2 separate regions of the Oryctolagus cuniculus genome follow, and region 1 is linked to region 2. Evidence: chromatin contacts called from public Hi-C data. All regions are on one chromosome and are shown on one strand. The core of a region is the stretch at or near the end of the contact, and the rest is flanking DNA. Distances in the headings are between cores, read along the strand shown. Region 1 has its middle 26 kb from the start of MIR331. Region 2 overlaps FGD6 (FYVE, RhoGEF and PH domain containing 6).

Region 1 (4,357 bases), core at 1,735-4,234, 220 kb before region 2:
AGGATTAGCCTATTGAACCGCGGCACTGGCCAGGCATGGATTTCAAGGGTTTTTTAAAGCACCAAAATAAACATATTGTTATTTTTTTAAAAAAAAATATGTATTTATTTGAAAGACAGAGGGGGTAGGGGGCAGGGTGGAGAGGGGGAGAGAGAGAGAGAGAGAGAGAGAGAGAGAGAGAGAGAGAAAGAGAGAGAGAGAATTATCCATCCCCAAACGGCTGCAAGTACTTGGGCCATCTTCCATTGCCTTCCTAGGTATATTAGTAGGAGCTGGATCTGAAGCTGGGACTCCAACCACTGCTCATATAGAGAATGCAATATCTTAAACAGCAGCCTAACCTACTATGCCACAATGCTGGGCCCCTAACTTTATCTTTTAATTCCATTTTCCATTTTTTTTAATGTATTCCTTCTTTTGCAGTTCTTTCTGTAACTCTTTAATTTCTTTTTTTAAATTTTTTTTTTAATTTGACAGTGAGAGAGAGAGAGAGAGAGAGAGAGAGAGAGAAAGGTCTTCCTTCCGTTGGTTCACCCCCCAAATGGCTGCTATGGCCGGCGCTGCACCGATCTGAAGCCAGGAGCCAGGTGCTTCCTCCTGGTCTCCCATGCGGGTGCAGGGCCCAAGCACTTGGGCCATCCTCCACTGCCTTCCTGGGCCACAGCAGAGAGCTGGACTGGAAGAGGAGCAACTGGGACTAGAACCCGGTGCTCATATGGGATTTCGGCACCGCCGCAGGCGGAGGATTAACCACATGAGCCACGGCACCGGCCCTCCATGTTTTGTTTTTGTTTTTTTTTTCTTTTTTTAATTAAAGATTTATTTTATTTGCTTCAAAGGCAGAGTGACAGAGGAAAAGATCTTCCATCCACTCTCCAAATAGCTGCAACAGCCAGGGCTGGGCCAGGAGCCTGGAATTCCGTGTGGATCTCCATGTGGGTGGCAGGGGCCCAAGCACTTGCTGCTTTTCCAAAGGTGGCTTAACCATAACACCGCTTCCTTTGCTGATTCTTGATGATGCCAGATTTTCAGCCCCTTGCATGTTCAACAGCCAATGCTTGTGTTTGTAGAAGACTATGGAGAACTGCGAAGGACAAGCTCTTGAACTTTGCCTCAGATCAGGAAGTCCACATGGTCAAGAGAGACCTGTGGCTCTGGTGACATCATCAAGTCTGGCTCTGCCCAGCTCTTAACTCTGCAGCTGTACAACAGGACTCCCTCCATGTTTTCTGAAGTAGTTGCATAGTATTTCTGATGATAGAGGTAGACATTGAGACTTAGATTCAGCCCCTAAAGGTCAAGAAGCTAGCAAGTGGTGGCTTCAGGATTCAACTCCAGATTTTCTCACTATAAATGTAACTCCACTTTGAATTCAAAACTCTGCAAGAGCTCCCGTTAGGTGAAGTCTCAGCCGCACTGCTACAGACACGCTTCCGAAGCGGAAAGTGATTCCCAACAAACGCGTCAGCTCGGGATGCGTCCAGCTGGGGGGAAGAAACTACTTCACGAACGGTCAAGGAGGCACGGAGCCTCTTACCTCAACCTGGAAAGTAAGCCCACCTGGGGCAAAGGTCAAATAATGTCTTAGACCAGAGAGAGGCACCGTGTGCATGCCCTGGGACAGAGGCTTCATCCCGTACATCTTCTGAGATGTAGAAGTCTTCAAGCTCCTGGAGGAGGGGCGTTATGGTACAAGCCGGTTAGGCTACTCCCTGGGGCTGCCGCGTGCCGCAGCAGAGTGCCTGGGCCTGAGTCCTAGCTTCACGCCCCGGAGGCAGCAGGTGATGGCTCAGCTGCTTGGATGCCTGCTACTTAGTGTGGGAGACCCGGGTGAAGCTTCTGGCTCCCAACTGCAGCCTGGCCCAGTCCCAGCAACTGTAGGCATTTGGGGAGGAAACCAGCAAGCCGACAATCTATTTGTGATGATTTTTTCCGTCACTCTACCTTTCAACTAAGTAAAATAATTTTTTCCAAAATTACTGGAAAATCACATTATGAAAAAGCTGTGTATTGATTTCAGAATTTTTTTGCGCCAAAATAAACTTATTTCTCATTCCATTTTTCTAGGAGATTTTGAAGTCCCTAATATATAAAGCACAGAAAATGGGACAGGTGCTGTGGTGCTGCAGATGAAGTTACCCCTTAGAATGCCTCTATCTCATGTTAGAGTGCCCGACTGGAGTCCCAGCTTCTCCACTTCTGACCCAGCTCTATGCTGATGCACATGGGAAGAGCAATGGCTGGCTCCGCCCCCATGTGGGAGACTCCATGGAGCTGTGGGTTCCTGTCTTCAACCTGGCCCCAGCCCTTACTATTGTGGGTATTTGGGAAATGACCCAGTGGATGGAATATCTTTCTCTCTCTTACCCTGACTTTCAAACAAACAAAAAATAGATAAGGCAAGAGTAGTTCACACAGTGATTTCACTATTGTGAAGTGAGTTGCTTCCCCAGGTGTCAATCCCCCCTCCAAAAAGAACTCTGTTTTCAGGTGTCCAAATGCACACCACTGTCGCCATGAACAATGAAGAATGGGTCTTCTTCTGTGCTCGGGGAGTCTTCCCACACGACCTGGCCAGTGACCAACTATCACCCCGCTCCCGCAAGCCTGTAGGCTCCTGGGAGTCTTGGCTGAGGTGCTCGGCTGAATTGCAGCCTGAGCTCCCTGGAGATTTACTGGTGGTTTTCACAAAAATAAAATAAAAAGCGTTAGTTCAATGGAGACATACGTTCTCCCTTAGTAGCACTCACCTGTGTCATCCAAATCAAAGGTTTGCCAGCTGAGGATGTCCCAGTTCCATGTCAGGGACTATTAACAAGTATTCATGATCACCTAAAACTGGTGATTTTCAAATACCGGCTGTCATGATCCATCTGCCAGGCCACGAGCAAGGCCAGGGCCTCGGCCTGCCCTGCTGTCTGTCCACTGGGTGACAGTGTTGATCTGCCTGAAATAATTGCTCCTTGTCTCTGGGCCAGAAAGCTGCAGGTCCCTAAAAGGAAAGACGGCAGCCAGATGGTGTTGGGAGGGCCGTGGGGACTGCCCACTCTCCTTCCCAGAGCCAGGCAGAATGGCTGTTTTCTTTATCTTTCGAGGGAAAACGCACAGTGAAGAACTGCTCTGTAGCTGTTACGGCTGAGGTTTCTTTAGGCAAAGCACTATGGAGAGTGGATGGCATTATCTATAAGAAATGCACCTGCGTTTCTCTGATAATCTAGCGACACCAAAAAGCTTGCAAAAGCTCAGCTGCAAAATCATTTCAGCTGTTTATTCAACCTCACCGGCACGGAACAATGCTTTAACCCATGTGCTCATTCTTAGACAAATGGGTTAGCGTAAGGCAAATGCCTTGGCCAAGGCTCTGACAAGGGCTCAGATTGCCATTGTGGACTATTGTTTCCAAATTGCCAGGCCACAGTTTGGCAGTATTTTAGCAGTTCTGACTTGAGGGACAAGGAGGGAGAAGCAGGCAGGAAGAAAAACGCAGGCAGGATTCCACGTGCTGGGGGCTGTGTTAGGAGGCCGCAGTAGAGGAGAGAGAATGATCGCACCAGATGCGTCCCTGTTGGAAGGGAACAAGACAGAAAAGGGGTTCACAGTTGGCTTCAGGAGGCACTGATAGGATTGGTTTGGGCTAGATTTTGTTCTCTTCCACCTCCCACCAGACAGAAAACACTGTGACTTCCATTACAGTGCTTTGTAAGCAATAAAGTTTTGTTAATGTGGGACTTTTTAAAAAAAGATTTATTTAAGTGCAAGGTAATATATATAGAGAGAGGTCTTCCAACTGCTGGTTCACTCCCCAAATGGCTGCAACAGCCAGAGCAGGACCAGACCAAAGCTGGGAGCTTGAAGCTTCAGCCCGGTCTCCCATGCAGGTGCAGGGACCCAAGGACTTGCACCATCTTCTTCTGCTTTCCCAGGCACATTAGCAGGTTCGTATGCAGAGCAGCTGGGACTTGAAATGGCGCTCATATGGGACGCCAGCATCACACGTGGTGTCTTAACCTGCCCCACCCCCACATTCTTTTTGATCAGGTTGGAAGACTAAAATAGAATTATCAATTTAAAAAACTACAGCTCTTAATGCTTAAATTTTATTACTTAATAAATTTCTCTTTCTCTTTTGTTCTATTTGATCTTATTTGGCCCAATCTTATATGTGCCACATTAGCACATGTGTATTTTATTTCACTTGATATAATAAAGGATTTGGGTTTTTAATACAAGGGTTTTATACTTGAGAAACGACGAATAACAAAGGCGTTTGCTGTTCTCATTCCATCGGCAGTGTTTTCTCAGGGCGTTTCCACTTGACGTCCAAGAACCTCAAGTCAGGGCTAGGAACAGAGATGGG
Region 2 (4,727 bases), core at 677-3,176:
CCCCTGCCTTTGCAGCCATTTGGGAAGTAATCCAGCAGATAGAAGACCTCTCTGCTTCTCTGTCTCTCTGTAACTCAGCCTTTCAAATAAATAAATAAATCTTTAAATAACGATAACATGATTTATTGTAAGTGCTACATGATATATCCTTACAATGAAGTGTTATTCAGCTACTCCTACAGAAAAAACTGCATGGGTTAGAATATTGTACATGGATTATAAAATCATACATATTATTAAAATTAACCCAGATAAGCATTTGTAGTTTTTTTTTTTTTTTTTTTTTTTTTTTTTTTTTTTTTAACTTTGAAAAAGTGGAGAGACAGACACAAAGATCTCCCATCTGCTGATTGACTCCCCAAATGCCTGCAATAGCCGGGGCTGGGCCAGGCCAAAGCCAGGAGCTGAGAACTTAATCCATGTCTCCCACATTGATGGCAGGGACCCAACTACTTAACTCATTGCCTACTATTTCTCATGGTGCACATTGGGAGGAAGCTGGTGTCAGGAATGGGGCTTTAAATAGAACTCAGCTATTCTGAAGTAGAGTGCAGACATCCCAAGTGACATGATAACTACTATTTTAAAACATGCCCCTGTAATCATTTTTCAGGGGAGGGTTATTCATGATTTACATTTTCTCCATTATTACTGAACTTTCCAAATTTTCCTTAATCCTTTTTAGAATTAAACAAAATATGTTTCATGATTCTTAGAATAAAGATCACTGTGGTCCAGCTTGCTTATTTTATGTGTAAAGATGTTGAGAGAAACAAAAACAAACAAACCTCCTCCTCCTCCTCCTCCCCAAACGCTGTAAAACTTGACCAAAGTCCCATGTTGTGGCTAAACATAGAGGAGTGAGAGTAAGGATTTCTATCTTCTGATTCTCAAGCAAGGGCTCAAGACCATTTCACCAAGCTACCTTGAAGATGTCAGTGTTGTGACTTAGAACTCCGTTTTGGTATTTAAAATGATCTGGACTTTGACAAAGTCAGGATTAATTTTAGGTTGTTTCTTTCAAAATCTGAAACTCTGTAAAACAGGCATATTGTCGACGTATTTTCTAAGGATTTCGTAATTCTGGACGTGATGCGAATCTCACTATGTACTTGTGGAGCAACGACGGGTCCTGAACAATGCAAAGGAAGACATGTCTTCCAGTTCAAAACACTTGACTTGGGAATGCTCTCCCTCCTATATGCTCAGTCCCTCTGGGCTCTGCCCCAGCACTTTCTAGCACACAGTGCAGGAATCTGGCCAGAGGTTGAATGCAACAAGTCCCAGATGCCCACAGGTGACTAATTTTTAGTAGGGTTAACTATAGTACTTCTCAGTGGTTTTTGCTTAAGTTGATTTGTTGATTTGGTAATCAAGAAGTGGGAAGGGTCTAGGAGCCCTTATATAGAAGACTTAGATCTCTAACAAGATACAGTATTTGCTGAGACCTCATCCTTTCATCCTGGCCCTTATATATATGAGGAAAAGAAAAGTAAACCTGCATATCCCTGGAAGGTTACTTGTGTTGTGTTTCAGTTAATTTTGTGCTACTAATGGGTGATGTTGAGGATCCGGAGTTAATGAAATTTTATTAATCAATGATGCCACCTGGTGGCTAGAGAGTACATTTTGTGGTGCCTGTACACACTGTACCAATCTTCAGGTTTTTTTCTTGCAAAAATAAAAAGTGTTTAAAGCAATTTTATTAGTGATGTCTTAACAGTGCTTAATTTGTTTTGGCAGAAGGAGAGAATTCATAGAATACTAGACATATTCTTTTATAAAAGTTATAAAAAAAGTTTCTGTAGGATTCTAGGTCCTAAATAGTAGGTAGCAAATAAATTCCCCGTGAGCAATGCAGGCATATCTGTCTGGTCTCCTTTCTTGGGGTTTCACCTTGCTGACAGCAGTCTGTGGGTGAGCCAGTGGTTTCAGTGCCCCTCCTGTCTGACTCAGGGTGTGATCAGTCATAGTCCTCTCATGCTACGTACAGTTAAGGCACTGGATGATTCATAACTACGTAAGGCAATCATGGTCCCATATTTTTTGCAAGAAATAAAAGCCCTCAAAAGAATATATACAGTATTACAACAAGATGCCCTCAAAAAATGGGTAGATAAATGGATGGATGGCTTATAAAGTTGAATTTTGGGGATCATTAAGATTTTTTAAAAAATTAACAAGGCAAACCTAACTCCGTTACTCCCTTGATTAATAGCATGTTGTTACAGCATCTTAGTGGTGGGTTTTCTGCTTGGCCAGTTTGTGTATTTTAATGTTCTTAAGAGTTCTGGCTGGCAGGGCGTTGTTGAGCTTGAGTACAAGCAAAGAAAATACAACTCAGAAGCTTCTCCAGCTCAGCACATGATTCTGAGGTCAAGACTTCCTAATACGGATATCTTTAAGGGAGCTCTCTGGGTTTAGAGAAGTATGTTGGTCTACATGGATATACTGCAGTATAAAACAACAAGAATTGAAGACAACATGAGAACTTGCCATGAATCCTGTATTTAAATAAATTTGCTTTCCTTTCCACGTTCTTCAGCTAACTGAGGGCTTATGGAAAATAACTTTTATTTAACAGGTAGCTTAGACACCAAGGCCCTCAAATAAGGACAGATATATCTCCCCAACCCTTTCACTCAGCCATAGAATTGCTAAAGATTTAGACTTACCAAATGTGGCTTATATATGGAATGCATGGTCAGAGTTTTTAAAAAGTTTGTTTTTTTCATTTCCAAGTAAGGTTAAGTGTAATGTATTATCAGTGAATTCAACCATTTTTGTGGTTTTCTGATTTGATTAGAATCATATTATCCAACCTGTGCCTTAAGATTAATTTAAGATCTAAATTGGTAGTGATGGTCTCTGGCAAGATAAAAAACTGTGCTGTCATGCGGGGAGCTCCCTACACAGCATCACTGTGTATCGCCAGTTCTGGCTATTTACACTGTGCATGTCTGGACTCAACACAAGCTCCTGGATCACGGTGTCAGAGATGCAAGAAGTTTCGGCAGTTGTGCGTGTGTGTGTGTGTGTGTGTGTGTCCTCTATTACATCAAAAAGTTGGCACTGATATTCAAGTTTCCCTTTGTGTCTTTGAACATGACTTCATAAAATCCATGGGATGAAATTACGATGTTGCTAAATAAAGATAGTCTGATAGAAATACATTCAGTCTTTGAACATGCCTTTCCTCCTTCTGTTTTCTTGGTTCCTACTGGTATTAGTACTGGTTTCAACCTTTTACTAAACAAAGACACAGTCCTGTCTAAAAAACAAAAAAAAATTTTAATTCATTAAGTATTTATCATCTCCTGTGTGCAAAGCTGTTGGCCAAGTGCATGAAAATAAAATGATAGAATAATAGACAGTAAAGTGAGTAACTGCCATGTCATGAATTATTCAGAGGCAGAAACTAGTTCTTTCGAGTGGAACACTTTATAGAGGAGGAGGAATTTGGGATGAGCCTAGAACAATATGAGTGGAATTTTTATACATAGCAATGGAGAAAGTCATTCAGAAGGGAGCATTAGAGACAAAAGTGTGGAGCTAGGTAACATGTTGGGAGTGTGGAAGGAATTGTGCATGAATTTTGGCAAGAACAAAGGGCCTGTGTTAGTAGCAAAAGAGAAAACCAGAAGTCAAAAGGGACCATGTGGTGGGAAACTGTTAATCCAGGGAAAGAAATTTGTGTTAGTTTGATAGTTAACAGCAAGCTACCCAACATTTCTCAACACATAAAGAAGTTTTGCCTTGAATGTCTGTGGCATTTCTTGGTGTTAAAGACTTATTAAATATAGCCTGTTGCCTCCATTTATTTTTCATATTATAAGAACCCCTGTGTATACACTGCTTGTTTACAGACCATGATCTTGTCCAAAGTTTCTCAACTTTAGCCATATTGACACTGACCCAAATAATTCTTTGTTGTGGGACTATGTCTCGTAGACTGGTTAGAAGCATCCCCAACCTCTAACAACCAAATACCAGTAGCATACCCTTACCCCCAGCAGTGAAAACCAAAAATGTCTCCAGACATTGTCAGATGTCCCGTGGGGGACAAATTTGCCCCTATTTGAAAACCACTGGTCTTGCCACATGTATTGAGTTAATGTCCTGGGCTTTGGTAGGCTTTTAGATTGGCGAGTCTGTCTCTTAGATGTTCAATCCATTAATGCCCTAAAATTTTGTACTAGATGTATGTCTGCTCTCTAGAGATTAAGGTATTTCATGCGTTTGAGGGTAAAAGATCTGAATCGGGCATCAGGAGACCTGCATTCTAGTCCTCACTGTGGCACCAAGAGCTTGAGTAACTCAATGAGATGCTTTATTCAGTCATCTAATTCCTCATCTTTAAAAGGCCAAGGTGACCTCTAACGCTTTTTGCAGCTTTGATCCTGTGGCCTGATTAGCAATGGATCGAGAGCTTTCTGTCACATTTTTAGGAAGTGACCACAGGTTACACTTGCTACAAGACTGACCGAAATCCTGAGTAAGAAAGATAAATGTTTTGGGCTCAGTGTTTTCCTGTGCTAAATACTATACTTTTTTTTTTTCTTTTCTAGATTATTTAAAGAATCTCTTAGAAGACTCTGGAGATTACAGAGACACTCAAGGTGACTAACTTTTGCAGTTTCCTATGTTGCAGAGTTTTATGTTTATTTAGACCCAGAAAGTGAAAATATACTGATAACAAAAGCCATACACAAAACTTTTTTATTTAT

The links. A called contact is a pair of places that touch in the nucleus more often than the background predicts.
Region 1: a contact with region 2 is called in a Hi-C map of psoas muscle, with 14 times the contacts expected there. The contact joins two enhancer-like sites. A contact is called at or near these places in 3 of 6 Hi-C or Micro-C datasets (embryonic fibroblasts, psoas muscle and an unstated tissue).

The regions. Positions count from the first base shown.
Region 1 is chr11:98,304,373-98,308,729 of mOryCun1.1, reverse strand. No RefSeq gene overlaps it. Among named protein-coding and RNA genes, the nearest start is that of MIR331, 26 kb to the right of the region's middle. Within about 2 kb of position 2,984, at least 2 of the 8 cell types and tissues checked have an H3K27ac peak or open chromatin away from gene starts, as enhancers often do.
Region 2 is chr11:98,080,765-98,085,491 of mOryCun1.1, reverse strand. It overlaps FGD6 (FYVE, RhoGEF and PH domain containing 6), which reads left to right. Exons shown (of 21, transcript XM_008256897.4): 9 at 4,569-4,619. Among named protein-coding and RNA genes, the nearest start is that of NR2C1, 39 kb to the right of the region's middle. Within about 2 kb of position 1,926, at least 1 of the 8 cell types and tissues checked has an H3K27ac peak or open chromatin away from gene starts, as enhancers often do.